Linked DNA regions of Zea mays: all the other regions are linked to region 2. A link is a contact called in public Hi-C data. All regions are on one chromosome and are shown on one strand. Each heading gives the region's core, a stretch centred on a gene start, on an enhancer-like site or on the middle of the called end of the contact. The rest is flanking DNA. Distances are from core to core; before and after follow the strand shown. Region 1 holds the start of LOC118472175. Region 2 holds the start of LOC100286118 (protein transport protein Sec61 beta subunit). Region 3 holds the start of LOC100216827.

Region 1 (4,129 bases), core at 955-3,454, 740 kb after region 2:
AGCACTTGCAAGAATCCCTCGTCTGACCGCCATCGCAGCAAAATCAACTCGAGAACCTCCCTGCATGCAACTCCCCTACTGCCCTTGCCCCTTTCGGGTAAGGTAGTCTTCCACTAGCTTTCCTAATTAGTCAGCCAAGGACGTCCCATTCCACCCTTGTGGTGGCACATGTTTCTCAAGTTAAGCTCCATGTTCCAATTAAAGATAATGATGATCTTGACATGAACATAAATAAAATAACAGAATAATTGGAACATGGATACAATGAAATATTAACCCAAAACCATATAAAGCAATAACAAAACTACCCAAGTGATTCAGGGGTAAACAAGATAAAAGATAATCAGACTAGGGTGACCTATTGGGTCCCATCAAAATTAAACCTATGTATGAATAAGTGATATTAAAGAACATTATTGGGTAAATGGAAGTGATCAAGGGCACAACTTGCATGGGATTTGAGATTCCAGGTACCGGGATGATCCTCAGATTCTCGTGACCTCACTGCTAGTCGTACCAATACAAACAAACATGGTATAGGAAAAATTAACATCACATCAAACATAAGTACAAACTGAATAATAATAATCTACGAGCTATTATGAAATCGTGGGCTCGAGAACCGCTAAAATCGGAATTACGATTAAGGAGTTATGGTTTATAGAAGATCTATGTGATTTAACTATTAAACTATATGATAAATTGATTAGAGTAAACCATACTAGAAAATATTCTATAAATAATTAAATTAACATTAGTTTTAATTATAACCTGAATAGAGATCATATTTTAATCAAATTAAAATTACGGACATGTTAGATTTGATTTAGAAGAGTTATTCTAGTAGATATAGGTTAAATAATATCTAACTATAAATTATGCAACTTGGTATGAATATTACTGTTACAGTGTAGTAAATATTTATATGAATCTAACATAACTTGAACGGACCAAATCAGAGTTAAAATAAATTAGTTATGATTTTCCGAAGTTTTATGTGGTAGATACAAAACAAATCAAGGGCATATTATTTAACTATATGTTTCATACTAAAATAAGGTTACTAGATAATAAATAATATTATCATGAATTTATTGCAACTGAAATAAATTAATTTGGAGCTAAAATAAATTAAATATGAATTATGCAAATTCTGGATTTATTTTAACATAAGAAAAGCATTTTCTACTTTAAATTCTCTAGTTTCTATTTACCTCAGACTGCGCGCATAAATAACCAAAAGCTCAAGGGCTACTCCGCAAAAGTTCCCAGATTCAGAACGCCATGCGCTGGACGGCGGGTTAAATACGAAAAAGCACAGGGGTTCTTTAAGAGAAGTACCCAGCCGAAGGGGTATTCTTTGTTACGAGCCACCTAGATTAGATCCAACGGCCCAAAACCCACGATGACTAGATCCGATCTCGGCCGCACACCCGCGATCCAATGACTCAAATGCAACCGGTGAAAGGGTATTCCTCGATCTAATCTCAACCGCTTAGTCGTGATCTACTGGCTAAGATCCGACGGTCATATTTAATCCGAGCGAAGGGGTAGTCCCAAACTGATCTGGACCACCCCTGCCAAGATGGATGGTTCTGATTCTCTCTTCTTCCTCACCTTCTCTCTCTACCGACTAGTGACATGCCATGAGCTTTAGGCGGCGCCATAGCCGGTGCCCCCACTCGCCCGATATCCAGTGACCCGGCGCACCCGAAACCACATGATACTAAAAGATGACAAACTCGCAAACTCAAGTACGGACAACATACCGTGACCGGGGCAGTGACGAGCTAAGCCGTTGCAGCAGAACGCCACCACAGACTGTTGTCGCTGCAACAAGAGTGGATCGTGAAGGAGGCAGGTAAGAACGCCTAGACGTCGGCGTGCTTGAGGATGGAGGTGGAGGGCCATGCCGCGTCGATGAGGCGGGCGGCAGCCGAACCTGGTTGGAGCATTAATCGAGTAGTATGTCACTGCTTCGGTTGACGGGTTCCAGATGGACATGGAGACACACGAGGGAGGGAGCACGATCGGAGAGCTAGAGACTGAGTAGAAGAGCATGGCAGAAGACGACGCGTCCATGGTGGCGGAGCAGCGGTGGAAGGAGTTTTGACATGGAAGGAGGCTCGTCCATGGAGGGAGTTCCCCTCAACCGCCAATGAAGAGGAGCAAGGGCACTGGATGCCGAGCGCAATGGGTGGCCAGAAGGAGAGGAGGTCGTGCGCCTGGATTTATATGGCCCAGAGTCCCAAGGATCCGCAATCATCGGGTATGGCTGGCCATTGCAACGGCCCGACGATCATGGTGTGATTAGTTGAGATTGGGCTGAGCCAAGCGAACGGGGGAAGGGGAAAGCACCTTACAGGATGGTCCCACACGTAGTCACCACACACATGAGCCCATGCGGTAGGAATGGCTAGCGAGTGGGCCACGTGGATGAGGGAAAGTGGAGATGGGCTGGGAAAAAATGGCCCGGCCAGGGAAGAAAGGGGCCCAGGCACAATTTTCCTTATTATTTTCCTTTTCTTTTTATTTTGCATTTCTATTCAATTTCAAATTCAAAACTGGGTTTGAATTTAAACTTGATGCAAAACAAAAGAAATCCAGCATGCACAATATAATTTATGATATTTATTTATTTACCATCTCTTTTTATGCAAATGTTTTCTTAATGTGTATCCACAAAACATGTATTTTAGGAAAGATAATTCTGGTGTATAAGATCTTTAAGAGAAAAAATTTAGAAATATATTATCTTGCCAAAGGGATAAATAAATTATTTTTAGATTTTTTTGAGATTTACTTTATGAAGGAAGGAAATTATTATTGGCGGACAATTTTATTATTATTATTATTTTCCTGAGTTTTTTATAAACATTAATTTTAAACGTCTCGCCTAGATTTGAGTCATCAAAATTTAATACTCATTTAAATAAATGCTTATAGAGTATCATTAATGAAATGAATAATCATTTAATTGAACAGAAAACCTTTCTATTACTTCTTTTCTAAGTTAATTCTTGATTTTAAAATTCAGTCTTCAAAATTCAAAACTCAGTTATAATTTGAGATATCTCACTTTAATTTTTATTTATTTATTTTTATACAAATTTTGGGCTTTACACTAACCAGTGTGCATTTTGAGAAATATAGGACTTGTAGTGCATGTCAAGCAAAAAAAGCAAGCTGGGAGACATCATCCACACAAGAACATCATGATGACAGAGAGACCACTAGAGCTCCTTCACATGGATTTATTCGACCCAATTGCTTACATAAGCATCGACGAGGAAAAAGTATGGTTTAGTTATTGAGGATGATTATCCTCGCTTCACTTGGGTGTTCTTTTTAAAGGATAAATCTAAAACCAAAGGGACTTTGAAGGGATTCTTGAGAAGAGCTCAAAATGAGTTTGGCTTAAGAATTAAGAAGATTCGAAGTGATAACAAAATGGAGTTCAAGAATGCTCAAATTGAAAAAAATTTCTTGAAGAGAAGGGAATTAAGCATGAGTTCTCTTCTCCCTACACACCACAACAAAATGGTGTTGTAAAGAGGAAGAATCGAACTCTAATGGATATGGCAAGAACCATGCTTGAAGATTATAAGAGTTCAGATCGATTTTGGGTGGAGACTGTCAACACGACTTGCTACACCATCAACCAGTTATATCTCCACCAAATCCTCACAAAAACATCCTATAAACTCCTTACCGGCAAAAAACCCAATGTTTCATATTTTAGAGTCTTCGGGGGTAAATGGTTTATTCTTATTAAAGAGGTAGAAATTCTAGATTTTATCCTAAAGTAGTAGAAGGCTTTTTACTTGGTTATGACTCAAACACAAGGGCATATAGAGTCTTTAATAAATCCACCAGATGAGTTGAAGTTTCTTATGACGTTGTGTTTGATGAGACTAACGACTCTCAAGTTGTACCGTGCTAAGGAACATGTCCATTAGGGATGTGTGCCCACAAGAACCACAAGAGTCAACTCAAGCACAAGATCAACCATCTTCATCCACACAAGAATATCCTCTAACTCAAGATGAAGAGCTAGCTCAAGAAGATGGTGAACAAAATCAAGATAATGAGCAAGCTCAATACGGGAGCATACATCAAGGGGGAGATG
Region 2 (4,239 bases), core at 1,240-3,739:
TTCGTCACTTGGCACCGTGACGGCGACTTTTCTTCATCGAAAATCAAGTGATACTCGGCAAAGTCTTTGCCGAATATCCGACAAAAAATACTTGGTAAAGAAGCCATTGCCGATATACAGTTTACCAAGACTTCTTTGCGGACTTCGCCGAGTATTTTAGGCTTTTTGCCGTCTGTGTCCGGTAGTGTAGCTGACGGCATTCTCAGCAATACAGATATAATGTCGACATGGTGAATATCATATATTTGAATATATATTGTAGACCTACTTTGCATTTGAAGCGTTGTCCACGTACTGAAAGCTCAACACCGTTAAACCCTGAAAATATTTGCTCCCACGATGAGTCGTCAGATTCAGAACGTAAGACGATGCTGCTAATAAGCCACTCTATATATATGCGCTCATTCTTGTAAAGTACTACACAGCTAGGCTATATATATGCCCTTTCGCTCTTGATTAAAGGCCGATTTATTTAACCATCCATCGCGGTGAAATGGTAGAAAACGCTATATTTATCTTTCATTACGCTTTGGTGAGGTAAGATGAGCACATGTATAGTCGTTGACAGATGCATGCAATAAGCACCCCTAGTAATAGACAACAGTATTGTGGGCTCAGCAGAGAGCTCTCAGCTTTTGTCAAACAAACTTGCACTAGCTAGTAGAAAAAGAGATTCCTCTCCCTCATGTATGCATGCATGTATCTGTGTCATCTCCGACTAAGCTATTATTACTAATGCTGCTGCTACACAACGAATCTTGAGGCCTGCCTGGGATATAATAATTAGCTTAGACGCATGGTGGTGATCATGTGTGTGCTATATCACCTGCCTCTTGCTAGAGATTAAACAACAGCTAGGGAAGCAAAGTTCCAGTGCAACTCTGCTTGCAGGCGTTGAAGTATGCATGTAATTAGAGTAGTCGTAGTAGTGTCATGTATGTACGTGGAGAACTGCAGCTGTTGTATCTTCTTTACTAATTTAATTTGCTTTATTTGCCAGATCAACACACTCTCGTCAGCAAGCAGCACAGCATGCATCTGTTTAATAATCCATGCGTGCTGCGTTTCTCAGTTCTTGGTTGCTACTTGCTAGCTGAAGCCATCACGCTGCATCCACTGCTACAATGCAAGTGCACTGTAGCATCCACAGTGAACAGCATACTAATATAAAGACTCAATGTAAATCAAACTAGCAACAGTTTGATTTATTTCCATACAACGAGTTGGAAGGAAAAAAAACCATTTCAATAAAGACTCAATGTACAACACAATAATTAGTAAAGTGAAATTCTAAATAAGAGATATCTAGAGACAGTAGTTTGATCTCCACAAGAGTTTGGTGGGTAAAACTACCTGGATAAATAGACCGTGTAAATTATAATTATTAAACGGCTATATTAAAATCTATGAGTTAAAAAAATGACTAGTCTAATTTCTACATGTTGGAGAATGGAAGCTCAGAACAAAGTACTATAATGTGCCACAAGTTGCATTCTACAAGCTAGGAGCTGGTATGTGGTAGATAGCTTGCTTTGTGTAGTTCAATCTGATCAGCTGACATTATGTGTATGCAATGATCAACTTGCGTATAGGCTCATGTAATCGTACTATCTATTGTTTTTGTGGCAGTTAGAAGCAGCTGTTCAGCAAACTGGAAATGGTGGATTTGGTCCTTAGTGGAATGCAACTTTATATGGATAATTATATATTCTAACCGGCTGATTTAACATTTTATTTAGAGTCTGTTTGGTTCCTTTAGTCTAGAGACTAAAGTTTAGTTAGAGGACTAAAGTTTAGTCCATATCTGTTTGGTTGTATAAACTAAAAGTATTCATAACACATGAAATGAATCATAGGAAGACCAAAATACCTTTACCATTCTCCCGCAATTAGTGAAGTTGAAATAAATGATGAGCAAAAAGTGGAATTAATATGATTTAGTCTCTTTTAGTCATTCCTTGAGGGACTAGAGACTAAAGCAGTTTAGTCCCTATTTTACTCACACCATTTAGTAATTTAGAGACTAAATGAGACTAAAATGAATGGACTAATCTTTAGTCACTCAAATCAAACGGACCTTAGGCCCCCAATGTATCAAATGGGCTAGGATTATATTGTTCTGTATGGGGCTAGGCTCAAAAATTTTGAACAATGTGCAAGCATAGCTCCAAATCTAATAAAGACAATCTGAAAGCCCAACACGTTTTTGGGCCGAGCAGGTATTTTTCTCCATTTGTTATGAAATGAAATGGCCAGCTATAGCCCAGAGTCCGGAAAGGAGGATAAACCGGCAAAGCATAGTCGCAGGTTGACAGCCGATTTGTGACTCGTGGGCTGTGTCTTGCTATTTACAAGTATGTGGGCCAACACATGTCTTCAGGTTAGGTAAGGCCCAACAAGCAGCAGTCGCACGGCAATAGGCCAATAGCCTGCCCACCCACGAGCTTTATCCCTCCTTGGCTCCTTCCCGACTCGGCGCCTCGTTCCGACAACGACGAAGCAGCTGGGGGACTTGTTGAGCAGCGAGCGGTACAGATCCCGATCCTGAATCCTCCGAGCGAGTTCTTCCGTCCTCCTCGCAGTCAGCCATGGCCCGCTCCTCCTCGCAGTCGCAGTCCTCCGTCGGTGGCGGCGGCGGCGGCGGCGGCGCGCGACCGGCCACCGTCGGCCCGCGCGGCACGGCCGCGGCGGCCGCCGGGATGCGCCGCCGCCGCGCCACCTCTAGCGCCGGGGGAGGCGGCTTCTCCGGGGCCGGCGGGAGCAACATGCTCCGCTTCTACACCGACGAGGCGCCGGGCCTCCGCCTCTCGCCCACCATGGTGCTCGTCATGTCGCTCTGCTTCATCGGCTTCGTCACCGCCCTCCACATCTTCGGCAAGCTCTACCGCTCCCGCACGGCCGCGGCCTCCGCGTGATCCGATCCGGTCCGGTCCCACCGCTCTTGTGGATCCACACAACGGATCAGACTACCAGATCAGACGGTGACTTTTTTTTGGGTGATGAATTATGTATGGGGAGAAGCCCAGCTTGTTATGTTGCCTAGCTTTTGCTTGATCCTTACTTTCTCAACTTAGATCTCAGCTAGATCTGCAGATGGAAACCGTACATGTCATCTTAATGGGGGCCCTTTCTGTTATTTTCTTCCCTTCCCTTACCCTAAGAATTATTACTGTTTGATGCAAGGAATAATTATGTCTAGTTTTTTCTTGTAATTCTGCTTGTGAGATCACCAGTTACACGTGCATCTTCCTAACTTAGATGTGCTCCATTAATTACTTTCTGCACTTGCTTGGTATTGTTACCTAACTGGGAGTTCGATTGTTTGTCTGCCTGTACTCCTAATTAGGCCACGGAGATCTCGCTTCACCTATCACACTTAGCTGCTACTAGCCTTCAACCGCCATAATTCTATATCATGCCGTGTGCTCCTATAATTTGTCAGTGTTTTTCTTTTACAGCAAGCTTTTCTTCTGAAATTATAGCTTGGCTGTTGTCTATGGTTCATTGGTTTGTAACTTGCTTGGTAGTATCAGGGAGAATATGTGTATCAAGATGTTATTTTGAGGGCTTGTTTGGTAGCAAGGGATTTTATGCCCCCTCAATCCATTCCAATCCGCATGCAACAACACAAGCCCTGAGTGATTCTCTGACAAGGAACATATGTTATTATAAAGTTGTACAGGTAGTTGTATTCAACATGATGTTAGTGCGAGCAGGATTATATTCAGGATTTATTTGGAAATGTAGTTCTGAGGTCCGAATCAATCCCTTGGTGTTGGTTGATTTGTAAACCTACAAGTTAGACTTAACATGCATCTGACAGCTCTAGGCATTCCTTATTGCATTGGGCATGGGCTGATTGCTGGTATGAGCTGATCTTTGGAAGGTTTAAGCACAGTGGGCATGGGTATGAACTGATTGGCCAAGGGTTCACACTGTTTTTCATGATAACAGTAACACTGTCCACCGTAGCTAATATTTGCATCATCAAATGACTTAACTGTTTCTAGCTGTTGATTGAATTTGTAATGGTGGATTTAAACTTAACGCTACAAGTAATATTGATGGTGTGTGTGTGTCTCCCATTGTGGGAAAAACCCTTTGAGTATCAACCTTTGACAGAACAAATGATGAATGGATAATGATCTATTCGGTCTACACTTGATCTGAAATGCTGATTGCTTGACATCTTGATGTCCTTGTTAGTGGTGTTATATGCTTCACCCATGATCGTATTGA
Region 3 (4,470 bases), core at 997-3,496, 580 kb after region 2:
GAGCTCACGGTCATGAGCAGCTCAGGACTCTCTGATGATTAAATTATGGAACTTAAATTCAATTTTGTCATTTGCATATATGCATGGGTTTATTATTAATTTTGTTCTATTATTTATTAAGGTTTGGTATTTACTTACATCTAGTAATTGCTAATAAAAGTTTGACCAACATTAAAAGCAATGCTCAGCTTTAACCATTCTCTTTGATAAGCCTTACACTCCATGAGCTCCCACCTTTGGTGAGTTCATGTTACATTATTCCCCACAACTTGTTGAGCGATGATCATGTGTGAGCTCACCCTTGCTGTCTCACACCCCCCCCACAGGAGAAGAGCAGGTGGTTCAAGAGGAGCCACAAGGCGAGGAGTATGATCTGATCTAGGTGGCGTTTCCCAGTCGACATTGGCGCCGTCGATCCTTAGTTCGCTTTATGGTTATACTTTTATTTTGTAATAAGTCTTCCGCTATGTAATAATTACTCTGATGTTTAATGATATTTATCTCTATACACTCTGTTATTATATATGTTGTCTTCTTGGCGCATGTATGAGATGCACCTGGCTTTGTTCCTTAAAGCCGGGTGTGACACTCTTAAATCTTTTCCCCTTTCTCACGCAGCGAGGCAGCTAGATCTAGCGCACGTGACACAAGCTTCTTCTCCGCCGTCAGACCACCGGCCGTCCTATATACCACGCTACCGGACCACTGCTCCCACACAGGTCGCGCCGAACGGCCTTGTCCTCCGCCCTCGACATGATCTACTCTCGATCGCGTCGTTAGACAGGTTCGACAGGAATAGATCTACCAAAACTAGATTCAAAATCGAATTACTCCCTAAGTATTAGAAACTATAGTAGACCAAGCTATTTTTTACTTTCAATAACTATTTAGCAGCTTGCTAAACATAAGTTTAGTGAGTGTTTTTAGAGAACTATTGGATGCTCTGGTGAAATGTTTTATTTGTTGGGCCTACGTTTGATCCCGTGGCCCGACAAATAAAATAACATACTCTACTAGTGCACTAGCAGTGGATCCTTTATTATATGTTACTACTGCTACATCATAGTACTTCCTCAGTAAATCTAATCAAATTTATATAGTAAATTACTACCTATAATACTAGGTAGATATCATAATGTTTTTATTAAGTATATGAAAAGTTCTAGATACTTTGACTTTTTTTAATAAGTCGGAATATCTCGTTATTTGGAACGGAGGGAGTACTGTACGTATGTCCTGTGTGGCCGTCGTGCATGCCATGACGTCGAGGGAAGGGACGACGAAGACTTTTTTTTTGTTTTCCGCTGGCTGTACTTGTTGGCTTAATAAATAATAAATTAATCTTGGCCGTGTGTTGGCGCCACTAGCCGAATGACCGGGCAACGGTGAGACGCGTGCCAGCCACGCAGGGGAAGGGAAGGGATCCATTCGGTCTCGAGGTCTAGTCATCAGCCGTGTGTGCCCGCGTACACCAGGCTCCATCGTGCCTGCTGGATGGTGGTGGATGGGCGTCCGGTCGTCGGTCGTCGGTCGGAGCTGGCCTGGTCACCGACGGGTGAGGCGAGAGCGGGACGGTGACGCAGCCATTGGTCTCACCGCACGCAACGCAACTGGTCGTGGTCGCGCCTCCACCGGCTACGCCTGCGCCCGCGCCCGCCAGTGCGCCGTGCCCGTCAGAGCGCTGCGTCGCATTTACCCTGCGCCACCGACGACGTGCGACCGACACCACCACGCTTGGCTTGCAAAATCGCTTCGCTGTTGGTCGCCCGTCGCCGCGACGACGGTGCCGCCGACGGATGGGGGCAGCGGAGCAGAGCAGAGCAGAGCAGAGCAGAGCAGGCGTCGCTTCGCTTCTACGCCAGCCAACTCCAAGCATCCGCCCGAATCGGATCCCATCCCACGCATATTCTTCCTGCGCGGAGGCAGCAATTAATTATTATCACTCGTTTTCTTACAAAAACAAAAAAAAGAAAAGAAAACGCACCGACACCCTCACCAGTCGATCGGTAGTGTGCGCCACGTGGAGGCGTATTGGCGAAGAAGGCGCGCGTCTCCGCCGGCTGGCCCCCACCCTGACGGCCTGACCCTGTGAGTAGAAATCGCAGAAACACCCTTCCGGCTTCCGACTCTCCTCGCATCCTCCCCCTGTCCCTGCGTGCGTAGTGCGTCTCCGGCTCCGCGCACGTCGCAGGGGTACGCATGCAATTACACCGGGTGGTGGGGGCTTCTTCCACCTCTGGCTGGTAAGTACTACTACCTGAGCAACGCACCCACAGGCTACAGGAGCTACTAGGTAGACCGTGTCCCCGTAGACATGAAACGGAAGCGTGGCTAGAGCTAGAGACGCGGAAAAGACGAGAGGAGGGGCCCACTGAACCCACACAGCGCGAGGAAGCGGGAAGGACGACCGTGTTCCCGATTCCCGTTCCACCATGCCACCGTGACACCGTCTCTCTCTCTCTGTCGGTCCTCCGCTCCGCCGCTTTAAAACCAAAGCCGAACCACTGCTCCGCCCACTCCATCCCGGCTCCGTCGTCGCGTGCCATCCTAGGGTTTCTTTCCCCGTCGGCGCCTCCCCAGATTTGGCCGCCGCCGCCGCTGACCCAGGTGCGTTACCACATCTTCGTCCCCCTCCTCCTTCTTCTCCAGCCCGGTTCCTCGCCGCCCCGCCCCCAGGCCCCAGGCAGCTTGCTGCGTGCTAGATCGATGCCCCCGTATCGTTCCGCTTCGACTCTCCGATTACCTGACCGCTCCCGCTCTATGTGGTGTGCTGTGGTGTGGCGTGGTAGGGATAGGATGCGCAGCCCGCGCGCGCGCCGTTGCTCCCGGTTGCTGCCCGTTCTTCGTTTTCGTTCTCTCCACCAGCCGCGGAGCGACTTTCACTTGATTTTCGCTCCAAATGGCCGATCTCACGCTCCCCTCCGGACCTTGTTACGTCTCCAGCGATTTCGAAAGCGATTCTTCTGTCCAAACTCAAACGAAACAAGCTTGCTGGTGGATCTCTCGCCATAACTTTTTTTTCCTTTTAGAAAAAAAAACTGAACAAACAAAAGTAATTTAGATCGCGTGCGTGTGCAGCAACGGCGGCGCTCACTTCTCCGATTAACCTTGCCGCGTCCCGACGCCACGTCAACAAATACGCGGGCGCGATTCAAATCCCGACTGACGCCTGCCTGCCTGGCATGGTTTGGCCTGCCCTGCCCTGCCACCAATTCCCCTCCCTGCATTCGTACAATAATAATGAGCGTATTTTAGTCCATCCCGTTGATTTGGTCGAGTATTTATTGGCTGCCACATTTTTCCACCCACGCCGTGTATGGAACTCCACGGATCCGTATCTCAACTTGGCCACCCTCCAACAGGCGCCGTGTTCGTTACACGGCTAGTCCTCTGCAACGAACACCATTAGTCCTCTGCAATGAACACCATTATTCCATGGAAACTTGCCTCACGAAAAATCTCTCTATACACTTGCATTATCCATAGACTGAGCACACGACGCGCGCTGCGCGCTACTTCACATCCCACTACTCCTCCAGGTTATTGCATCATGCGTAATAACTATGTTTTAATATGCTGCCGTGCCATACGTAACGTTGCAGGTGCTGCATCAATGTTTACCATACGTTATTTTTTTTGCGTGCGTGTGTCTGTTGTCTGTTTATGTGCCTTTATTGTATAGTTATTAGGGATGATATCTAGTACACATATAGAATCCTAGTCTTCAAAGTTAGATCTAATGTATTTTTTTTAAAAAAAATCCCCTTCCATCCCTGGTTGGTTTGTTTTGTAGGGAACTCCTGATACTGTGCACCGTTAGATCTGATTTTAAAGGCTGCGATTATATTCGTGCACATGTGCATCAGCCTAACAATGTTGAATTCGTTTGAGATATTTTTTTATGACAAAGGAACACATATCAACTCTTCCTAGTGTAATTGCTGGTGGACCATGTCTTCGGTATGGACCGTGTTACCACACGTGGTCAATGTTGGACTCTGTCATGAGTGTTACAATGTGTGTTCTTCCTTCTCCTCGAAGACCAATTCAAATCAACTTAACCGGAGAACTTGTATTGTAATCCTTGGCAGGTTGTCTTGATGGCGCCCGCTGTAGAAGCCGTGAAGGAGACAGGCACCTTCCAGAAGGTTCCTGCCTTGAACGAAAGGATACTGTCATCCATGTCCAGGAGGTCTGTTGCTGCACACCCTTGGCATGATCTGGAGATAGGTATTGTACACGCTCTAGCTTGACAAATGGTCAGCCGTTGATCTCTGCTATTTGCAACCAGAGCTTAAGTTCATCTTGGATTCATGCAGGTCCTGGTGCTCCAACCATATTCAACTGCGTAAGGCCACCCTGTCATGCTTGACTGGTCCTCTTGTGATATGTTCATGTTAATAGCATGATGTCTTTTGTTCTATTGGAAAATAAAAAGTCTCCCTGGACTCTAAAATCAATGCCTGTGAA

The links. Hi-C and Micro-C count contacts between places; a contact is called where the count stands out from the background.
Region 1: a Hi-C map of ear shows a contact between it and region 2, with 2.4 times the contacts expected there. The contact joins the promoter of LOC118472175 here to the promoter of LOC100286118 in region 2. A contact is called at or near these places in 2 of 25 Hi-C or Micro-C datasets (ear and endosperm).
Region 3: a Hi-C map of ear shows a contact between it and region 2, with 2.9 times the contacts expected there. The contact joins the promoter of LOC100216827 here to the promoter of LOC100286118 in region 2. A contact is called at or near these places in 3 of 25 Hi-C or Micro-C datasets (bundle sheath, ear and endosperm).

The regions. Positions count from the first base shown.
Region 1 is chr6:43,706,296-43,710,424 of Zm-B73-REFERENCE-NAM-5.0, forward strand. LOC118472175 reads right to left here and starts at 2,205. Exons shown (of 2, transcript XM_035959908.1): 1 at 1,770-2,205. The coding sequence starts at 2,082.
Region 2 is chr6:42,961,438-42,965,676 of Zm-B73-REFERENCE-NAM-5.0, forward strand. It overlaps LOC100286118 (protein transport protein Sec61 beta subunit), which reads left to right and starts at 2,490. Exons shown (of 1, transcript NM_001398709.1): 1 at 2,490-3,266. The coding sequence starts at 2,589. The coding sequence ends at 2,915.
Region 3 is chr6:43,540,677-43,545,146 of Zm-B73-REFERENCE-NAM-5.0, forward strand. LOC100216827 reads left to right here and starts at 2,247. Exons shown (of 8, transcript NM_001143222.1): 1 at 2,247-2,607; 2 at 4,092-4,230; 3 at 4,320-4,348. The coding sequence starts at 4,101.